Regions from separate parts of the Mus musculus genome. Here region 1 is linked to region 2. Evidence: chromatin contacts called from public promoter capture Hi-C data. All regions are on one chromosome and are shown on one strand. The core of a region is the stretch at or near the end of the contact, and the rest is flanking DNA. Distances in the headings are between cores, read along the strand shown.

Region 1 (4,513 bases), core at 179-2,678, 690 kb before region 2:
ACCTCAAGCTGGGTAGAGAAGTGGTATGTTTTTCCACCCCACTCAGTCAAATGGAGGCTTCACAGGCATCTGTTCCCATGGTCTTTCTCCTTCCGCTGCTTTCTGTATGTGTGCAGAATTGGTATTTATTCCGTTTAAAAGGATGAAAAGAAACCACAAACATTTTCAGTGTGGCTGTCAAAAAGGCAATGGAAAATCAGATTATTGTTGATTCATACATCATTAAGTGAAAGGAAAGCTGTCTGCTCCCTTACATTCAAGCTCAGATCAATAAATACCACCCTCTTCACCACCTCCCCCATCCAAAAGGGATTTACGGCGGTGGAATAGAAACTTAAGTAGTTTTGGTGGATTTACCCCTCCTGTAGTATGGAGAGACTACATAGCACTTTTCTCCATTATCCTTGGCTATTGGTAAAGTATCTGTCTCACAAGCTTACGTACCTGAGTTCAGATCCCCAGAACCACTTAAAAAGCCAGGCCCAGGAGTGCAGTTATCGTCCGGTAATGGCAGGGAGGGAGCAGAGAGACATGAAGCCCTGGGAGCTGGCTAGCTGCCTAGCCTACACCCTTGGAGATGCTCTTCTGTGTGGCCTTGACTCTGAAATGCCAAGGCTCACCACTCAGCTTTCATTTCTGTCCTGAGGTCCTCAACCCAGTGTCTCCCATGGCACATTATGCTGATATCATTAATGCTCTTTCTCAGTCATTATAACCAAGGAACACACACTTTGAAGTTGGCCTGCACACAGTCAAGTCTATAACAGATGTCCTCCTGACTCTCCTGTGCCCTACAGCTCGATGTGCTGGATGGAGTCCTGAAGGTGGTGACGTCTCCAGATGTCCAGACTTCAGAGGCACAGCCTCAGGAAGGTGAAGATGGCTTGGGCTCAGCAAACCTGGTGGAGCAGCTAGACACTGAGGAACCAGAACAGTCCAAGCTTCCCCGATACCTCGAGCGCTTTCAGGTGATTCGTAGTAGAAACTGAGCCTTTTCCTGCATCAGTCACACACAAAGGCATGAAAAACTCGCATCAAGAATTGCAGTTGTGTTCCTTCCCACAGACCGTGGCCTTTTGGGAAAGCAGTGGCATTGTTACGACTTCATGCTTGAGCTGATGTCACGGTTCCGTTCCCTGGGGCAGCACGGCACCCCAGCGGCTTCTCAACAGCAGCCTGATTCCCACTCAGGGTGGCAAGTGACCAGCCATTTCTCTACACTACACCAAATGTGCTGGGTCAGTCACAGCTTCAGCAGAGATAAGACTCACGAATCCTTTGTGGCGCTTAGCTGGCAGCTTTGTGCTGTTCAGCAGGGCCATTAGAGACACTGCCTGTGGACAGGTTTCCAGAACAGTGCTGAGCACTCAAACTGTCAGTGAGCTCTCTGTCCCAAATGCTCTGCTGTTTGTGTCAGGGAAGAAAATCCCTGAGCCTGCTCTCTGCTTTGTTTCTTGTCTCTTTAATACAAAAAGAAGGAAGTACTTTCAGGTTATGATGTCATCATAGGAGCGGGAGAATTCTCCTCCCACGCCTGCTGCTGCACTGTGCCTTTTCACAGCAGGAAGGAGAGCTGGGCTCCTGCCCGTGAGTCTGTCTCTTCTGACCCAGCAATGGCAGGCCTTGCCGTAGCACAGGATCCCATGGTATTTTAGGGTTTTTTCTCCCCAATACTTCTGAAGGGAAGTCATTCTTAGCTTCTCTCCTGTAATTTGAAACTAAGAATAAAAAGATTGATGTTCCTTGTCATACCCCAAGGACAAAGCAGAGTAGAGAACTTAGACACAGTTCTTTCTCTTAACTTTGCTTGTCAGTGTATAAAACTTAAAGAAAACAAGAATCACCACACTTGCTGGGCGTGGTGGTGCACGACTTTAATCCCAGCACTCGGGAGGCAGAGGCAGGAGGATTTCTGAGTTTGAGGCCAGCCTGGTCTACAGAGTGAGTTCCAGGACAGCCAGGGCTACACAGAGAAACCCTGTCTTGAAAAAACAACATCAACAACAAAACATTAAAAAAAAGAATGACCACACTGCTGAATGCTGCCTGAGGTTGCTGAGCCACTGTCAGGCGTCAGGTTTGCCTGGGTTTTGTAAATGTTGTACTCAGTTTTGATTGCTTTTTGACTTTTGGCCGTTTTTTGTCCGTTGCGTCTCAGAGGATGGAGACCTTTGTCTTCACTAGCTTCTAGCCCTTTTACTGCCATGGGACACTGTCTGAGCATCCAAGAAAGAACAGAAACACATGTTTGTAGCCTGCCATCTGTGACCTTAGCTATGTTAGCAGCTGTAAGCCCCCTCCCCCATTTCCTTTATCCTCACAGGAGGCCTGGGCGGGAGAGTCTCGGCTTATGTGACCCAGCAGTGAGCTGGGATTTGGACAAAGCCAACCTCCTCACAGTTGAGATTTCCTGGCTTTCTCTTTGGCCTCAGACTACCTGGAAAATTATGTTAGGAAGAAATGGTTTTCAGTTTACATTTTCTTCCTGTTGCCTGCTTTTCATTAGTCTGAGGTCATCTGTTTGGGTCTGTTTTTATAATTAGTCTGCTCCTTAGATCCCATCGGTCTGGCCCCCTTTGCCGTTCTGCCAGATCCTATGCTGTACGCTAAGTCACCTCGGGGTGCGAGCACATGTGACTCTCAGCTGCAGCTGGGGTCCTAAATGTCACTCTCTGGTGATCTGTGTCTAGAAGCACTTAAATTGATTAATGCTTTTAGTAAGTCTCTGGGCTGCTACACTGACCCTACCAGGCTGCCCTCTCAGACGGAGCTGTAAGCAGGCAGGAGGGAAGGGCTGACCTGTGGGGGAGCACAGCAGGTGGAGGCCTACAGTGCTCAGGCACTCTGGAAAGCTGTTTAGCATTAGTGAGAAATCCCTGCAATGATTTCCATCTGTTGAAAGGAACCAGGGGAAGTCACTTAAATGAAAAGACGGGACTTCCGAACTTCCTATCCTCCACCATCTTGTCCAGTGGCATTCTCACTGCTCAGTTAGGAGCAGGCCTAAGTGGAGACCTCGTGGCTCAAATAAGAACTGAATGACCGTGAAGCCGGAAGTACAGGAGGTGCAGCTGCACTGTGTGTGCCAAGGTGGGGTGATGTCGTGTGCGGGGCTGCACTGCTCCCTGGGGTGATGTCGTGTGCCTGGCTGCACTGCTCACACCTTGGTTTAACAGCTGAGCAGGAGAGCCCAGCGAGAGGCAGCTGCCCCTGCAGGACAGATGCAGGGCACCTTCCTGCAAGCAGATGGAGCGGCTGTTAGCGGAGGACTCAGTTGCTTCTCACTGTCCTCCTTTCTCCTGCCTGTCCCTTACCTTTCGATTTCCCTTTGCTTCCAACAGGCCTCTCGGTCTAAACTGCAGGAGCTGAACAGAGTTGAGTCTGAAAGTCTTTTGACTCTGACCACCCAGCTTGTAAAAGAAAAACTCCCCGCCTGTGAGGCCGAGGACCTGGCCACCTACGAGCAGAAACTCCGTGAGTGGCACCTGGAGCGGGTGCAGTTGATCCAGAGGGAGCAGGAACAGAGGGAGAAGGCCAAGCAAGAGTACCAGGCGCTGAGTGCGGCAGAGAAAGCAGCCTGAAGTTCTGTGAGCCACCTCAGTGTTCAGCCAGGACAGCATGGGGCTCCGCCGCTACTGTCCAGTTCTTTTCTTACAGGAAGCTGTGCATAGCCTGAAAACAAGGATGGCTCTATGCCAAGACACTGTCTGCCCATCTAGATGTCAAGGGCCCTGAACTAAGTGACAAACGGTTGGGCTGAAGCCCCCACACAGTGGAGTCCTGGGTGCAGACTGGGAATATCGGGTGAGCGTGACGGGAAGCTATAGCTGAAGGGTCGGCTCTGCAGCACGGGTGTTTGAATGATTTCCTGCCCTTGGCCATGTGCATGGAGCACCGAGCTTCATGACCAGGTGCTGGTAGACTCAGAACCACCCACGTTCCAGAACCGGGTGCTTGCTCCTTTCACCCGCTTCCAGGACTCAGCACCAGTGGCCACATGACCTGCTGTCAGTGTGACACATTTCCACTGTTAACACTGGTCTCATATTCTCCCTGTGCATATGTGCCATATATAGCTGGCACCTTCATGGTCTGTCCCCTTCCCATCACTGCTCAGAAGCAGCCTTTTGTATACCTGCCTCCCCAATAAATCCTACCCATGTGGGCTGTTGTGTGGTGTGATTTTGTGGCATTCCTTGGCCAGTCACCTCAAGAACCCTTACACCTGAGACCCTGTGACCATAGTCCCCCTCACTAGTGCAAAACAAATACCCTGGTGATCTGGCCTTGTGTATTCACACAGCCCCACTACCTCTTTCCCATCATGCCCTGCCCTCCCCTTCTCCCTTTGGGAGAAGTCCAGCACAGAAGGTCTCCAGACCACAAGCTCCCTAGATTTCTGATTACAGGGATCCACAGTGACACATAATGTAAAAGCTTTTGGGGAGAAACTTGGCCCTAGGAGTGAAACCCTTATGCTCTGACTTCAGCATATCAGGGTAACTTTCCACAC
Region 2 (4,448 bases), core at 1,720-4,219:
CTTTATTTTAAAAAAGTCTAGAATGAGCTGGAGAGATGACTCAGTGGTTAAGAGCACTGTTCTTCCAGAGGTCCTGAGTTCAATTCCCAGCAACCACATGGTGGCTCACAGGCATCTGTAATGAGATCTGATGCCCTCTTCTGGAGTGTCTGAAGACAGCAACAGTGTACTCATATACATAAAATTTAAAAAAAAAAAAAAACCTTAACAAAATATATAATAATAATGATCTAAAATGCTCTTTACACAAAGAAATAATAAACTTTTAAAGTGATACCATTAACATGACACATTGTAAATACATATTGAAATAACACATTGTACACATTGTACTCCATAACATGTACAATTACTTTGTATTAGTTGAAATTTAAAATGTTAAAAAGGAAGTATAGGGGCTGGAGAGATGATTCAGTGGTTAAGAGCAAGGCTGTTCTTCCAGAGGGGCCCAGGTTCAATTCCTAAAACCAGCAGAGCAGCTGTTTGTAATTCCAGTTCCAGGGTAACCAATACCCTCACACAGACATAAATATGGGAAAAACACCAATGCACATAAAATAACAACAATAATAGATAATTTTAAAAGGAAACAGAATGAATAATTTAAGTGTACTTTTATCATATTTTATTAGTTCCATATAAAAACAGAAGCTGCTTTAACATATAACATTATCTCTTTTAAACTCTCTCCTTAAAGCTGAAGATAGATAAAACTCAGGCTGACATGCTCGAGGCCCTGAGGTTCGGTCCCTAGAACTCTAGTGTAGCTCTTAGAATGTAACACATCAATCACTGGCATCTTATATGTTAAATGTATACTCCGTTGGTTTCTACAACTAGCAAAACGAATGAATGCTCTCATCAAATAAGGAACAAGGACCAGGGATGTAGTTAAGCTGGCACAGAGCCTGAATGGCACGCAGAGCCCTGGCTTTCATACTCAGCACTACATACACCAGGCATGATGGCACATATCTGTAATCTCAGCATTCAGAAGGTAAAGCAGGTGGATGAGAAACTTAAAGGTGTCTTTTCATGCATGGAGAGTTCTAGGTCAACCTGAGCTAGATGAAACTCTACCTTAAAAACAACAACAAAAAACTTGGTGGGCCTGGTGGCTCATGCTTTTAATGCCAGCACTCAGGAGGTAAGAGACTTCCAGCAAGTCAAAGCTACATAGTTAAATCTTGTCCCCCCCAAACAGACAAACTATATGTGTGTATGTATATACACATTCACACATATAGTTTATATGCATAGTATATGATGTACTCTAATTGTCAACTAAAATATTCTCAAGCATGTCTCAGGACTATGGCCTATGGGAATTTATAAAATATCAATCATTATGCCTTCCTATATAGTTAACAAAATTTTCCAAATTTGGAGCAGTGACCAATACTGGTATTTCTATTCTAAGCAGAAAATTTTCAAACAGATCCAAGTTTAAAAAAAAAAATGTTGAAATCATGGTGCATAATTGGAATGCCAAAATAACACACAGCACAAACTCTGATTAACAGAAGAAATGCTGTTACTATGCAAACATAAATTGTACCATCTCCCTGTCACTTAATGTGATTACTTACTGGCTTTTTCCTCTGTATATTATAAAACACTACAGTCACCATATTAACCCGTCACATATTTAATTTGTACCATCACCTTTCTCCACTGTTTTGTTTTTTGAGACGGGTTCTCACTATGGGGCTGACTGTCCTAAAGCAGGGTGGCCTCTGCCTCCCTATTGCTAGGACTAAAGTTGTGACACCATACTCGGTCTCATCACCTTTTTTTGAAAGTAATCAAATTTTTTTTTTTAGTAAATTTGGGGGAACTATTCTACCATGTGGCATGTAAGGCAGTTTATGTAATCCTATCTGATCTCACAATATTGTCCTAAAGGAGGTACTAACTTGACACCAGGAACAAATTTTCTCTGAGAACAACCTACTTAAACTTGCTAAGCTAAGTAGGAGCGTCCTAAATTCAAATGTGGTATTTGTCACTAAAGCCAGGCGTCTTGATTCAGGAAACGTAGTTACAATAAAGAAGTATGCACTCGAACCAAAATAAGTAACCTAAGCCTCTTCCCTTTGACTCAGGGGCAGGGCGTTTACCTAACACTCCATGAGGCCTTGGGTTCAACCGCATCACCGCGTGGAGGGAGGAAAAAAAATCAGCACTGGTGCTCTCCTTTCAAAAATAAATATCCACAAAATGAAAATCCCAAAGTGCTTTCAGTGTAAAGTACTCCAGGACAATTAATTAAATTTCCAAGTGATGGTGCGTCTACATTCTTGACTTCAAAATCCTTAAGCCTGGATTCCCATCTCTGTAAGATAAGGCAAGACACTGTCTCCTCGGGAATCTTAAGATCGTGACAGAGTCATAGTAGTCGCACCCTCAGATCACGGAATAAAACTACAACTAGAAGTGGTTTCATCCAGCTCAAATCAAAAGCTTGTTGCAGGAGAGGTGCTCCGTGGTAAAAATCCAACAGCTCAGCTTGATAGAAGACCTTACCTGCTCCCGGGAGCCTGTTCCTGGGGTTCTGCTCCCCCGGAATCCACTGCAGGCACATCTGTGGGCTCCGCTGGCTTCGGAGCTGACTCGGTGGCAGGCTCCGGAGGCCTGGGAGCCTCTGGTCCACGCTGGGGATTGGGAGCGGCGGAGCCCCTGGTCCCTACACCAGGCCTGACATTTGGCTTCACGCTAAGGCGTGCCCTGCGGAACATGGCGGAGCCAGGGGGCCGAGAGCGGCGGCTCCGCGGCCGCGCTCAGCCCAGAGCCCCGGCCGCTGCCCGCAGGCTGACACTCTCACCCTCCCACACGTCCACAACCACCAGTCCAGCGCTGGCTACCGCAGTTTTGCGCCCCCTCCGCCTCCTCCGCTCTCCCGCCACCGCCTCCTCTTCATGACCCTGCCACACTAAAAGCTAAGTTTCTCCTCCCCGCGTCCCGGCTCGCGAAAGGCGCCGGAAGCAATGCGTAATCATTCGGCGCCGACGATGACGTCAGACTCCGGGCGCCGGGAGCCATAGCAACTGCAACGCTCTGTAGCTTCGGTTACCTGTAAACCAGAGATTTTTTTTTTTTTTTTTTTTTTTGATTCGAAGACAGATATTCTTTCCTTTGTAAGACCTTGGGAGTTGTTGAAAAGAGAGAGCGGAAGCAGCTGAATCCTCCAGGTCAAACTTTTTTTTTTTTTTTTTTGGGGGGGGGGCCGTTTCGAGACAGGGTTTCTCTGTGTAGCCCTGGCTGTCCTGGAACTCACTCTGTCGACCAGGCTGGCCTCGAACTCAGAAATCTGCCTACCTCTGCCTCCCAAGTGCTGGGATTAAAAGCGTGCGCCACCCCTGCCTGCCCGGCTCAAACTTTTAATTTCTCGCCAGTGGTGCTAGGGTTTGAACCCAGGATCCCTCACAAACCCTGCATTCTCGGCATGCACACTGCCATGGAACGTCCATCCCCAACCTACTTAACTGAATCTTTTATGAACTATTAAGGAGTTTTCGAGAAGAGTCAAAGTGTGCAAGAATGCAGAGCATGGTGGTGCGTGCCTGCAATCCCAGCACTGGAGAAACCGAAATAAAGAGGTCACAAGTTCCGAGCCCTGGACTATCTGACAAGACTTACCTCAAAATTACAATAAGATAAAATAGTATGAGAGTAGTGCCTTAGCACCAGTGCATCCCCAGAGCATAGAACCTGTTTGTTTTAGGGTTTTTGAGACAGGGCCTCTTATAGCTAAGGCTGCCCTTCAACTCTTGATCCTCCTGCCTGCACGGGCTCAATGTTGAGATTACAGGTATGTATAGGCTACCATACCCTGCTAGGAAAAAAAAAAGTTTTAACTATGAGTATGGAGAGAGCGAGTTTGCGGGAGACTGAAAAGTTACAGGTAGTTATCAGACTCCTGATGCTGGTGCTGGGAACCAAAACTAGGACCTACTGGAAGAGCAGGAAATGGATCTACTGAGCCATCTGTCCAACCCCCAACCTCCGCCAAGAAATTTTTAATTGAGTAAAAAAAAAGGTTGAAATTCTGTGTGAGGAAATCGCAAAGAGAAGCCATGAAACACTTCACAGGACATCCACTATATGGGCTTTTGTACACTTTAAAATAAAAACTGTCAAAAATGATTATACTCCACATTTTGCACACGAATGTTGCAAAATTTATTGCTTCCAGAGATATCAACGGAGCAATAAATAAGACATTGTATGTTACAGAGGAGAAAATACAAAATAAATGAACAAGATCAACAAGAATATATTAAATATGATGAGATTTCAAGGGTGATGGAAGAGTCCTGCGGTACTGGCAGTAGGGCAACTTGACAAGGAAAATAGGTATCAGATTGCAAACCAGCCTCTGCTACATGAAACCTTTTCAGAAGAGAGAGAGAGAGAGAGAGAGAGAGAGAGAGAGAGAGAGAGAGAGA

Evidence for each region. Promoter capture Hi-C pulls out the DNA fragments that hold promoters and counts their contacts.
Region 1: a contact with region 2 is called in a promoter capture Hi-C map of liver, with 7 times the contacts expected there. The contact joins the promoter of 6430562O15Rik here to the promoter of Bdp1 in region 2. A contact is called at or near these places in 4 of 39 promoter capture datasets (the SN4741 cell line, hippocampal neurons and liver).

Annotation. Positions count from the first base shown.
Region 1 is chr13:99,411,398-99,415,910 of GRCm38.p6, forward strand. It overlaps 6430562O15Rik (RIKEN cDNA 6430562O15 gene), which reads right to left and starts at 1,429. Exons shown (of 2, transcript NR_015515.3): 1 at 445-1,429; 2 at 1-174. Mrps27 (mitochondrial ribosomal protein S27) reads left to right here. Exons shown (of 11, transcript NM_173757.3): 9 at 1-23; 10 at 798-968; 11 at 3,342-4,164. The coding sequence ends at 3,581.
Region 2 is chr13:100,101,101-100,105,548 of GRCm38.p6, forward strand. Bdp1 (B double prime 1, subunit of RNA polymerase III transcription initiation factor IIIB) reads right to left here and starts at 2,970. Exons shown (of 39, transcript NM_001081061.1): 1 at 2,527-2,970. The coding sequence starts at 2,738.